Linked DNA regions of Anser cygnoides: region 2 is linked to region 1. Evidence: chromatin contacts called from public Hi-C data. All regions are on one chromosome and are shown on one strand. Each heading gives the region's core, a stretch centred on a gene start, on an enhancer-like site or on the middle of the called end of the contact. The rest is flanking DNA. Distances are from core to core; before and after follow the strand shown. Region 1 holds the start of LOC106043950 (16 kDa beta-galactoside-binding lectin). Region 2 holds the start of GC (GC vitamin D binding protein).

The links. Hi-C and Micro-C count contacts between places; a contact is called where the count stands out from the background.
Region 2: a Hi-C map of liver shows a contact between it and region 1, with 2.4 times the contacts expected there. The contact joins the promoter of GC here to the promoter of LOC106043950 in region 1. A contact is called at or near these places in 2 of 7 Hi-C or Micro-C datasets (both in liver).

The regions. Positions count from the first base shown.
Region 1 is chr4:64,318,446-64,324,547 of Taihu_goose_T2T_genome, forward strand. It overlaps LOC106043950 (16 kDa beta-galactoside-binding lectin), which reads left to right and starts at 3,653. Exons shown (of 4, transcript XM_013193722.3): 1 at 3,653-3,807; 2 at 5,217-5,296; 3 at 5,457-5,628. The coding sequence starts at 3,799.
Region 2 is chr4:65,070,041-65,075,598 of Taihu_goose_T2T_genome, forward strand. GC (GC vitamin D binding protein) reads right to left here and starts at 1,996. Exons shown (of 12, transcript XM_013193799.3): 1 at 1,820-1,996; 2 at 1-69. The coding sequence starts at 1,880. It overlaps LOC106043994 (a long non-coding RNA gene), which reads left to right. Exons shown (of 3, transcript XR_001212047.3): 3 at 1,009-1,571.

The sequences.
Region 1 (6,102 bases), core at 2,403-4,902:
GTGGCTCCCAAGTCATGCCTGGTCTTCTCCAGAGCAGCCTCAAGGATTTTCCTTGTGGGGTGTGGGGAGGGCTCCATTTTCTTTCTGGTCTCCAGGCCAGCCCCGAAGCTTTCCCTGTGGATAGCACAGAGCTGGGGACACCATGGTGGTTCCAGGGTTGTAGCCAGCCGTGTAAGGGGTCTTTGGTGCAAAGGGTCCAGAGAAACTGCATTAAAACTCTTCGGGGTTTAGGAGTACTTAACAGGCAAAAAGGTACAAACTTCTGAGAGGAGATCCAAACTAACTTGCCAAAGGAAAAACAGGAAGAATCAGACCAACAGCAGTAGCAGAGGATTAAGTGGAAGTGCCAAATAGCCTTAAATAGGTAACAGCCTTGTAGAAACATTTTCCATTCTAGCAAAATTATTTAGGTTGCAAGAGAAACCAGGGGTTGTTGCTGAGGCCAGGATCCCATCCAGACACTGACACAGATCTTCGCTAAGGAAAGCACAAGAGGAAGGAGCTGTCTGTACTCAGTGAACTGGGCCACGGAGCAACATAGGCTTTGGCTCACTAGAAAAGCGAGGAGTGCTTCTTGTTTCTCCGGTCTAATCCTTGCCCTAGTGAAAACGTACTGGGGAGGTTTCTTGTCCTTCCCTGGCCAGCAGAAGTGACCCTAGTGTGAGTGTTTCTGCTGCTCGGAGCAGCTTTCCCTGTGTTGGCTCTGCAGGCCCTGCCGGCGAGCAGAACTGCTCCTCCTGGTACATACTGAGCCCTGGGAAAAGTGGGGGTCCCTTCCCTGCTCTGGGCCAGGCACCCCTCTACGTGCTGCCTGGGCCATGAGGCAGCAGGTTCTGAATGACGAGAATGGCCACGGCATCCGTGAGAGAGCCAGCAGCAGAGGTGTGTGCTCAGCCCTCCCCAAATCAGAGCTCTCCTGTAGCATGTCATTTCTAGTGACAGGAGTCATTACCAGAGATAAGGCTTGCCAAGGGCTAGGGTGTACCTTCTCCTGCAGAAGATTAAAAAGAGCAATAATCAGCACATTACATCTGCTTGGCATTTATATTTTTAAAAGCAAATCTGCGGCATTTCTGGGGACTGTTAGGAGAAAATCACACTGGCTGACTGCCTTCCTCCAGTCTGCGCAAATTGAGAGAAAAACTATGGGTTTGGGCTGGGGACCTGGTGCTGGGCAGGGCCTCCTGCCCTCAAGAGTGAGCCCTCAGAGCCAGGTGCTGCGAGGGCACCCTTAACTAACCCCTGGGGAAAATTCCCCTTGGCATCACCCTCTGGAAGAGCAAGATAAGACTCTCCCTGCCTCTGCCAGAGCTGCCTGGCAGGTGCACCACCTCCTGGAAAGCTCGCCAGGCTGCAGGCCCTGAGAGTTACTGCTTGTGCTGGGAGCCAGACAGAAGGAGCACCGGCCCTCCTCCGCACCCCCGCTCCTGTCCTTCATGGGATGAGGCTGGGCAGCGTGGCCTTGCTTTGTAGCCTCTGCCCCTCTACAAACTCCCTGGAAGGGAAGGAGACACACTGGGGAAGTTTCTCCCACTTTTTCCTGCTGGAGGCTGCAAAAGGGAAGACGTCCCTTCTTTTGCCTCCCCACTGTTGCCTTTTTGCTTGGAATAAAGGAGGGCGGTTTGGCATCTTGGCACTGCTGTCTGAGACTAAACACTGCTGATTTTACGGGACCTAAGACCAGGAGCGCTGTAAATCAGGGGCAAGACCAGAGGGTTTGCTGCTAATGCAGCCTGGCTGCCAGTGCGGAGCACTCAAGGAAAACAAACAGTGTGGTCTCCTGTGTGTTACTAGACAGATAGCTCCCTGTCTGGACGAAAGGGTGGGAGGAGGAGATATCAGGCGAAAAAAGCAGCTCACGAGAAATGTGCATTGTGGAAGGGGAGTTGGGGTGCACAACACTATGGCACTGTGTGCCCCCAGCACTACAACCCAACTTGGCAGCAGCTCTGCCTCCAGAAAAAACACTGCAGCACTGAAAGGAGGAGAAATCTCCAGGGGTTTTGCAGAGCTGAATGGAAAACAAACACAAAAACCCAACCGACCAAACAGAATTTGCTCAACCCCTCACACGTGGCAGCAAACAGGGGAACAACTGCAACTAAAGCCTCCAACACGTGATCCCCATTAACATCGTGCCAGAGACTGGGGCAAACTTAAGGTGGAATTTCTTGGGGTTTCTCCACGCTGCCCATGCTGGGGGCTGCTCCTGGTGGCATTCACTATGGGCACAGGGTCTGCTCCTGCAGCTGACTCCTGGCTTCAGCGTGGCCCTCGTGTACACGTGTTATGGCCAGGGAGTGAGCTGGAGGCCAGAGGACGTGTGGGATTTTCCCACCAGTACTTTTAGTCAGCATTTTGCCTTCTTTCATATACCCCAGTCACAGGGCTCCAATTCAGACCTGTGACTTTCTAGTTCAAATGCAGCTCAGCTTTGATTCGCCCGGAAGCATATGGGATGCAGAAATGCCTCGGGAATGTTCAGAAACGGGTGTTGGGGGGAGCTGGGGTGAAGGATGGTGTCAGGAGTCAGGATGTTGTTCGTGTAACAGCGAGCACGGTCTGCTGAAGTGTCAGCAGCCTCCTGCATGGCAGCATGTCTCCTTCTGCTACCTAGCCATAAATTCCTGCGCTCGGTGTCATAAACTGCCCCACACAGCCCACCCTAATGTTATCTGCAGATTTGTATCTCACAGGCCAGTCAAGGCTTAACCAACAAGTAACGCGCTGCATTTACACAGCAGCTCTGACCCAAGTTGTACAAGTGGAGCTGTGAAGCTGCAAGTCATTAGTGTCCCTTCATGCATGAGGGAAACTGAGGCACGGAGGCCTGAGGACCCTGCTAAGGCTAACCCAAAGCTACACGCGGCACCCAGCTGACCTGGCCACGCAGACACACATAGCACCACCGCTGCTCCCACCTTCCCCTCCCTGCTCTGCAAAGCCCCTCGGGGCAGGGACAGTGTGCTTGTAAGGGATGCAGCAAAGGTGAACAGCAGGAGTTAGGGACCAGCTGGGAAAACAGCCTCCTTCCTCGCTGCTTGCAGTCAACCCTGCCCAACTTCTCTGTCCGCCAAAAAAGCATTTCTCTTTTCCCTTTGGAGTCTGAGACTGGAATCAATCCAGCGAGATCACGCTACTTTTTAAAAGCTGCAGCCTGAATTCTCACATCTAGTAGTGCCTCACACCAACAGCCTTAACTTTCAGGCACTTTTTAAGCGCTGGCACTGAACTCCACAAACTATTGGGTTTTATTGTACTGTAAGCAGTAATGTTTCATACCCTGGGGCTCCCGACAGCCCAGTCTCCTTGCAAGGACGAGGCCAGGCTGAGAGGGTGAGCACACACATATTCTGAGAGGCAGTCGCTTTGCAGCAGTAACATGAGGACTCCAACCCTGATTTTAGGCAGGGATCACTTAACAAAAAGCAGCCACCTCGCTGCAGGCACAGAGCCACACTCGGGCTGTGAGCCAACATACACTGCATAGCAGCTAGAAGAGCTTACAGTAAGGATTTCTAGGATCACGCAGAAGCAAACAATTGCTAGCTTTAAAAAAATCACACACATCCTGCCCACAAAGAACAATATCAATAGAGATCTCCCGCTGCCCACTTTAAATGGCTGGGAAAGCTCCAGCTCCCAAACAGCTGCAACTGATCCCCTTCTTCGCCCCCCCTCCATCATGTGATGGTCCTGCCCAAGTGATTTAAGCTGCTGGAGCCGAGTGCTGAGTCACGCTGGGCTGTGGAGCAGGGGCTCGGGGGCGTCCTGCCTGGTGGGGCTGGGATCTGCAGCATGGAGCAAGTGAGTGCCCTCTTCAAGCCGGACTGGTGTGCCAAGCAGGACTAGGGTTTGCCTGCCTGCCTGCGGGTTTTGGGCTTGGTGCCAAAGGTAGGAGAGGAAAAGGATTAGCTGAGAGGAAATGCTCAACTGATATGTGGCTGTGGGAGGAACAGTTAGGGTTGACCAGACGTTTTTCTTTTCCCCCCTCTTCTCTAGCATGTTATCTAAGTGGGAAAGCTGTTTTAATGCATGTTTGTATCTTTGAGTGCTCTAAAGTTTTGGGACCAGTTTGAATGCCCTTTTTCCCTTAAGCTCCTTATTTTCCTTCTGGAAAAACGCATTTTGGATACAGGATGGGGCTAACAGTATAGCAGCAGCAGCGGAAAGCAGGATGGCAGTGTGTGCTGACTGTGCCCTGAGCTCCCTTTTCCTCCAAAGGTCTGTCCCCTGCTCCACACGGAGGCTGTGTGCCTGTAGGGCTCTAGAAGCAGAGCCAGAAGGCAGTGTTAGTGCCACAGCAATAAGCAGCTTAGCGGCTGCAGGGATCTGACCTCAGCAGGGACTAAGCAGGGAGCAGACATGAGGCTGAGCACTGCTTGGGCTGGGTGGCCATCTGAGGGGGCTCTGGGTGCTGGAGCAGTAGCCCTAGTGGGCAATGGGACCAGCCTGAAGTTAGTCTCCCTGCTTTATCTGCCACGTGGTTAAGTGCAGCTCAGCATTACTGCATCTGGGCCTGGAAGCACAGGCACCAAAGCATGGCTTGAGTTATGCCTAACCTCACCAAACAGCTCCTTCCCCTTTGCTGAGGGAGGCTGGGGGATGTTAAGCCCTCCTTGGGAGGTGTGAGGCTTGGGGACTGAATAATCTGGCTCTGAGGATAGGAACAAGCCCTTGTCTGCCCCATGAGAGCTTCCCTGGGGCTGTTCTGCTTTAGTGGGCTGCAGCCAGAAGTGGCTCCACTGCCCCCTCTCTTTCTGCATGCAGCTCTAAGACAAGTGCGCAACCTTTTTTTTTGGTAGCCCCTGTAGGCTGGAGACATGCCTAGGGAGGGGGAAGGATGTAATGTTATAAAAGCTGCGTAACTGCCATTAAACCTGTGCTAGTGCCTGCTGCTGACTTGAAGGCGCAAGCTTGCTTGTGAGGATGTCTTTTGTAGCAGTTGATAAAACAGCTGCTAAATCACCCCCCTGACCTTGCTGCAGTGGGGTGAGCACCTCACTGTCAGCTTGTGGTGCTCAGAGGGGTGGTGGACGCGCCAGGTGGCTGTGAGCCTGGATTCCCTGGTGAAGGTGGCTGGGCTGACTCAATCCCTGCCCTAGCACTAAACTGCAAACGCCCTTGGGTCTGCCAGACCTGGTTTGTGCCTTGGTCCAGGCAGCGCTGGAAGGCTTGCTTTATGACAGACTAACTCCTGTGGTTTGGCCCCACAGGGACTGGTTGTTACTCAGCTGGATGTCGAGCCTGGAGAGTGCATCAAGGTCAAAGGGAAGATCCTGTCTGATGCCAAAGGGTGAGTGAGGAGACAGCAGATGGCTTGATGTGGCACTGCAGGGGGGTTGCAGTCCAGGAGACTCCTACCCTTGCCAGGGGGTAATGGAGCTCCTGCTGGGTTCAGCTTGCTGGCGCAGGGTGGCTGGAGCATCCCCTTGGCACTGCCTCTGTCTCCCCAGGTTTGCTGTGAACGTGGGGAAGGACAGCGGCACCCTCATGCTGCACTTCAACCCTCGCTTCGACTGCCACGGGGACGTCAACACTGTTGTGTGCAACTCGAAGGAGGATGGCACGTGGGGCGAGGAGGACAGGAAGGCTGACTTCCCCTTCCAGCACGGTGACAAGGTTGAGGTGAGACCCCAGGGGCTGTGGAAGGCCCTGGCACAGGGCACTGATGGGCTCAGGGCTCTTAATGCTGCCAGGTTCCCCCAGTGGTGGAGAAGGGGCAGGAGTCGAAAGGGAATTAGGCAGCAGGGGAAGAGTCTTGCTGCTGAAGCTGACCAACTGGACCTGCCCTAAGTCAATGCCCAACAGCTTGGCTATGTGAAGTGCCCCACTCTGGCCCTGTTTGCAAGGTGCATGAGCAAGGGCGATTAAAACACTGACCTGTGGTTCAGACTGGGCCTATCTTATTCCTTTGCAGAAGCTTAGAACTGACCTCAGGCAGAGCAAACCACCTTCTTCTCCACAGCCCTGCTGGGCAGGGAGGGGGCTGAGCTGGTGGGCATGGCCTTGACCGCCAGTGGCCACCTCAACTGTCCTGCACCCAGCCTGGAAGGAGTGGGGAGCCTGGCTTGCGACCAGTGATGCATTAGTCTTCCTTTT
Region 2 (5,558 bases), core at 746-3,245, 750 kb after region 1:
GGGTTCGGAAGTCATCCTTCCCCATGGTTTTGTACTCTTGGCATACTTTGTCCCGGACATATGCTCTACCTGTAAATGCAGAAAAAGAAGAGTTTGGGATCAGTTCCCTGATTCTGCTTATGTGGGTGCCTCATTCCCATGAACCTTCTCCCTGCAGAAACAAATAAAAAACCAACACTGCTCAGCTCCATTGGGCCTACTGTAGGATATAATTCAGATATTTCTCCTTTTGCAGGGGAAAACCATTATTAAGTACTTCATGCTGTTTTGGGGAGCTGAGATGATGTTTCTCTTCTTCCCATATATTTATGCAGAGATGTTCATACCATGTCTGTGTTTTACTCTCATTCTCATTTCCCTTCTTGGCAGTCCTAAATCACACAGGTCTCATCTGAAAACAGGAATCTTGCCTTATTCACTTTAGGGCTGTTTTTTAGCATGCAACAGCTTCTCCTCTCATGTCAGACCAGGCTGTAGTCCCTAATGCTTGGGAAAATGCTGCCGCTGCCCAGCCCATTTGGGGGAAGTGGCTCTGTTGCCTGGGTTGTGCTGCTGCAGTTTGCATCCAAAACAAGGGGGAGAAGGGGGAACCCTCCCTGTAGTTGAGAGAACTGCGGGAAAATGTCAAGCACACTCGGCCCTTACCCACACGGACATTTCTATATGGCTGAAACAGACAGTGTTGGTTTTTATCTGGGGCTGTGGAGGTCAGGAGCAGGCAGCAGCAAACACATCCCCAGCCCCTCTTTCATCCCTTAGACGCAGTATTGATTTTTTCTTGCAAAAAAAGGCATCACTTAGACTTTGCTACTGTCAGGGTAAACATTGATACTGTGCTGGCCTCTCTGCTGCAATATTGACATGATCTTCCCTGGGGATTTTGGACCAGAAAAGAACCCCCTCACCCCCCCCTTGGGATCCCAGCCACAGCTACATTCTCCTGTCTGCATCTCTCACACTCCTGCCAAATCTCTGCTTTAGCCTACTTCCCCTTTGCTTTTTCGGCAGGGTGTCAGCCCCGGCCTCCACCAATGCGACACGGGGTCATTTTACCCAAACCACAGGGTTATGCACCGTTATATCAGCCAAAGGTCAAATTGCTTCAGTATGGAGAAAAAAAAAAAAAAGGTAAGGGTAATTTTGCAAGGTTGCACTTGTGGGGGGAAGAAGTTTTTGTAAAAAGGTAATTCTGGGGCTTTCAGCATGAAATTAGAGGCCATTTGGGGGGGGATTTGTCTGCCGGTAACCAAGCAAAGCTCTGGGAATAGAAAAGCAAGAGAGAGCTCTGTGGCTACAAGCAGTAGGTACAAATCCTAGCATTTCTGCAGAGAAAAATACATCTCTGAAGCAGAGGGAATGAAGAGGGCAGACAGCACTTTGCTGTGATTGTTTGAGGATTTGTTGCTGTCATTACCAGGGAGATGGTCCCTGGAAGGAAGGGAAACCTGCAGACCGTCCTAGCAGGATGAGCATCAGGGTGTCTAGCTGTAGGTGCGTCTTGAAGTCTTGAATTCCTTTTCTTTCTCAGAATCCAGTACTGAAGACATATGTTTGGCTGTTTGTTTAGTTTTTTTTAGCAGGTCTATGCTTCCCCGCTGAGCAGCAGAGGAAGCAAAATGTTGCTCATTGTGAGCAGAGAGCACAGTCCTAGACATTCAATTCACTTAGCTCCATACGGAAAAAAGAGCCAGGGGTGGAAAACCCCATTTTTGAGTTTACTGACATTAATACACAGGATATCATGGACCCTGTCTAGTACAGGGTGACAACTCCATTGCAGCCACCGCAGTACAAGGATTTCAGGGGTAAGCGCTCTTACCTCGGTGTTCGGCGTGGGTTGCGGCAAAGAGCAGCAGCAGGAGGGTGACAGCCGCCTTCATGGTGCAGCGTGGCCACGGCAGGGACAGCAGTCACTGCCACTGCTCTCCCTCCCCGTGCAAAAAGCAGCAGTGGGAAACCCAAACCAGAATTTATATGGGGCTCCTGAGCGTTGTTGGATCAATGATTAATCCTGGTAACAGGACACGGGGAAAGCATCCTTGGCCCAGGGTGCCAGCACCTCTAAAATGGGGCTGATTTTAATAATTAACCCAGAGAAAACAGCAGCACATTGCTATGGGACTCCAGAAAGAGAGTTTCTACCCATGACCCGTGCAAAAGCAGATGTACGGGGGAAAGTGTCCCGTGCATCCTATGAGTGCAAAGCAGTGTGCTCTGAGCCTGATAAGAGGTCCTTGCAGATACTTGTGAGGATGCAGATGGCTCTTTTGGGTGGAGACAGGTGACGGACAGGTATCAGCCTTGGGGAAGGCAGACAGCAGGCATCGTGGCTGGGAAATGCAGCAAAAGCCAGGGTGCTTTCCCCTGCGAGACACCCCACTGAAGCAAATATGCCAGCTGAAATGTTGTGCAGCACAGTGACAATTTTTTTTTAGGTGTGCAGAGTAACAACAAACTTAAAACGCTTGGAAGGATTCATTCATGACCTCTAGAGAGCAGAGCAGTGTTTGGTTGCCATATATTTGTGGAAGAAAAATGGATAATATGTTATTTTTGTATAAACACATATTCTGTTTCTCCTTTGACTATCCCACATGATTCAAGCTGTCACTTGGTTCACTGCTAAATTACCACCTATTTGATTCTTTTTTTAACAAAATCCTGTGTGAATCCGCTATAAACAGCTTCAGGGTAACAGCTTGTGAACTCCTCCAGAGCACGGGATGCTTCACGATTCATCCACTGGTGCAGAGCAGGGCAAACACGGCAGCTCTGCACAGGTCCTGCTGGCTGGGACACGGGTGCTGACAGCCCCAAATTGGCCCTGTTTCTTGTAGGACAGTCACTAACATGCTCATGAGAAGCCAGAAACAAGTCCAGCAAACAATAATAAGCACAGCGGCACGTCATAAAATCAGCTTTGAGTCTTAATTTGAGCTGTGTCTGGAGAGAAATGGCTGAGGCACCAGATGTTGCCACTCAGGAGATCACCCAGACCCTTTCCCAGCTAATCCCTAGCCAGAGAGAACCCATTTAACAGCAATTTTGTCCATTTATTTCCTTAGAAATGTGCTTTTGAAGAAAGGGAATTGATTGGAAATAGCATTTGAAACACTGGGTGAAGCATTGGGATGAGTTATTTGGTGGCACTTTGGGGCAAGCCCCTTTGTTTTCTTTCCCTTGGGGCCACTTGGGTAGCGCCTACCAACTGCTGCCCTATTGCATCGTCACCGGGCGCTATGACTTCACAACTTGCCACGTTCATATCTGTGGGGCAGCTGGAGGGGGGACCCCAGAAAGCATGGAGGCGACATCGGGCACGTCAGGGTACCAGCGTGGCCGGCAGCCCCAGCGCAGCTGCAGCAGGATGAGATTGTCTTTCAGCTTCCCCAGGGAGCAGAGCAAAAGCCAGCAGCAGCTGAACATCAGCATGAAGCGAAGTAAAAGTGTGGGTGATGGAAAGAAGCGCTGATAAACGTGGTGGTTTATCAGTGGAGAAGCAGCAGTGGTGGGGCACAGTGGTGATGCAGGGAACTCACGATACTCTCTCTGCCCCACAGCTCCCAAATCTCCACTGCAGTAGTCCAGGAGGAAAAGGACAGCCCAGTAACTCGGTTCCCCGCAGGCTCCTGCACTGGCAGCTTCCCTGCTCATTGGCCACCACCAGCAGAATGTGATATCCCCGCATCCCCTCCCCAAACGGCCCGCTGCTGCCTGTGTGGTGCAAGCCTGCCAATAAAGTCCTGAAAGTATTCCTGTCTCTTGTCTGGTTGCTAGTGCTGTGCTGCTGGAAAGGGGCTGTGGGGTGGCGGGGAGAGGGGCAAAGGGGGCACGACTGAGTTGGGGGGTGAGAGCCACTGGGGAGAGGGTCCTGGGGTGTGCTGAGCCCCTGAAACTTGACGGAAAGCAAGGCACAGAGGAAGGTGGTGCTGAGCCAGGAGGAAGCAGTCCAGAGGTCTGTTTCCATCCCTGTTCATGGGCATGTGGTGCTGGCTTGTCCCAAAGGTGCTTCTCTGTCGTACCGGGACAAAGGAAGGCACAACTGTGGTCTGAGCAGCGATGAGGGGAGCAGGAGGGGTTAGGGCAGCTGTTTCTGTCCTTTCTGGCCCCAAACAACATGGCTGCAGAGCAGCTGGGCTGCATTCCCAAGTCTGGCACAGACCCTGATGGTCTCAGCAGCGTTTAAGTTGTTACATTTTTATTTTAAAGGAACCTCTTTAAAAATAAACGCTTATCCCTGAGGACTTGGCAAAGGCCAGGAGAGGGAGGAAAAATAATAATGAAACAAACAGAAAACTGAAGATTGAGGCCGGAGCCTCAACCTGCCGTGAGCGGCTCATCCCTTGGGCATCGTGGGATGCTGAGGGAGATGCTGCCAGCGCCCCTTTGTGAGCAGGCAGTGGGGCCAGCCCCCCTGCCCATCACCCCTGGCAACGGGGGGGTTATCACCACCGCTCACAACGGGCCCCCTCCCCAGCACCCCCTCCTCACCACCAGTGGAACGGTGCCGAGGGGCCGAGCAGGCGCGGGGATGGCGTGGCACCTCCAGGGCCATGGCAGGCGGCACGGGGGGAGCGGCGGCGGCTGGGACAGGGTACCCCCCAGCCGCAGGAACAGGAAATATCGGAGGTTTTCCAACAAGCCGCTGAGCAAGAAGAAAGGTGAGGCTGAAACGACCGTTAAAAGACCGGTAGCGGCCTGTGTAATTGTAATCAGCCACACGCTTAATGCTCCCCGCTGTGTTGCCTTGGCAGGGTACGTGCGTGTCTGTGCCACCTACTACTACTGGAAAAAGAGATGAACGTGCCCCCTTCTGCCTCTCCATCGCCGTGCTCCACCGGGGCAAGCAAAACCAAGCCCCAGGGCAGCCCAGGAATAGGACCAGTCGCAACACCAAGAGCAGCATCACCTGCAGGCCCGTGCCCGGCCTCAGCGACAGCACGGGCATGGAAAAGCTCCTAATAAACCCCCCAGGACGCAGCCATGGTGTGATGGGATGTGGGATGGGGGATAGGGGATGCGATTGAGGGGATGTGCTGCAAACCACAGCCAGACGCAAGGTTTCCCAGCGAAACTGGGCTCAGAGAACTCTATGCCATGTCTCCATTGCGGATGGGGGTCCAGAAGGGGAAAAAAAAAAAAAAATCTAATTTTTGGATTAAATTGCCTTTCCCCCAGCACCCATGCCCCAGGGGAGACCCTGTCCCAGGAATTCTCCCCCAGCAGCCTCTGCTTTTCTGTTTGCCTGGGGAGACAAAACAAACAAACAAAAAAAACAAAGAAATGAATCAGGGGGATGGGGTGGCAAAGCCAGTCCTAAAACCAGCCCATGGTTTTGAGGGCTTGGAGGTGATGCTCTGTGATGCTTTTTTTTTTTTCTTTTTTCTCTTTCTGCTTTTCACCACTTCAGGATATTTTTCTGTCTTTTTTTTTTTTCTGTGTGTGTCTTCTTTATTTTTATTTTTTAATGCACAGGGCTTTCTGGGCTTGTTTTTACTGTTTCATTGGCTTCTCCCCCTTACCAGTTGTCATGGGTGGGCTTTTATTTTGATCATTTA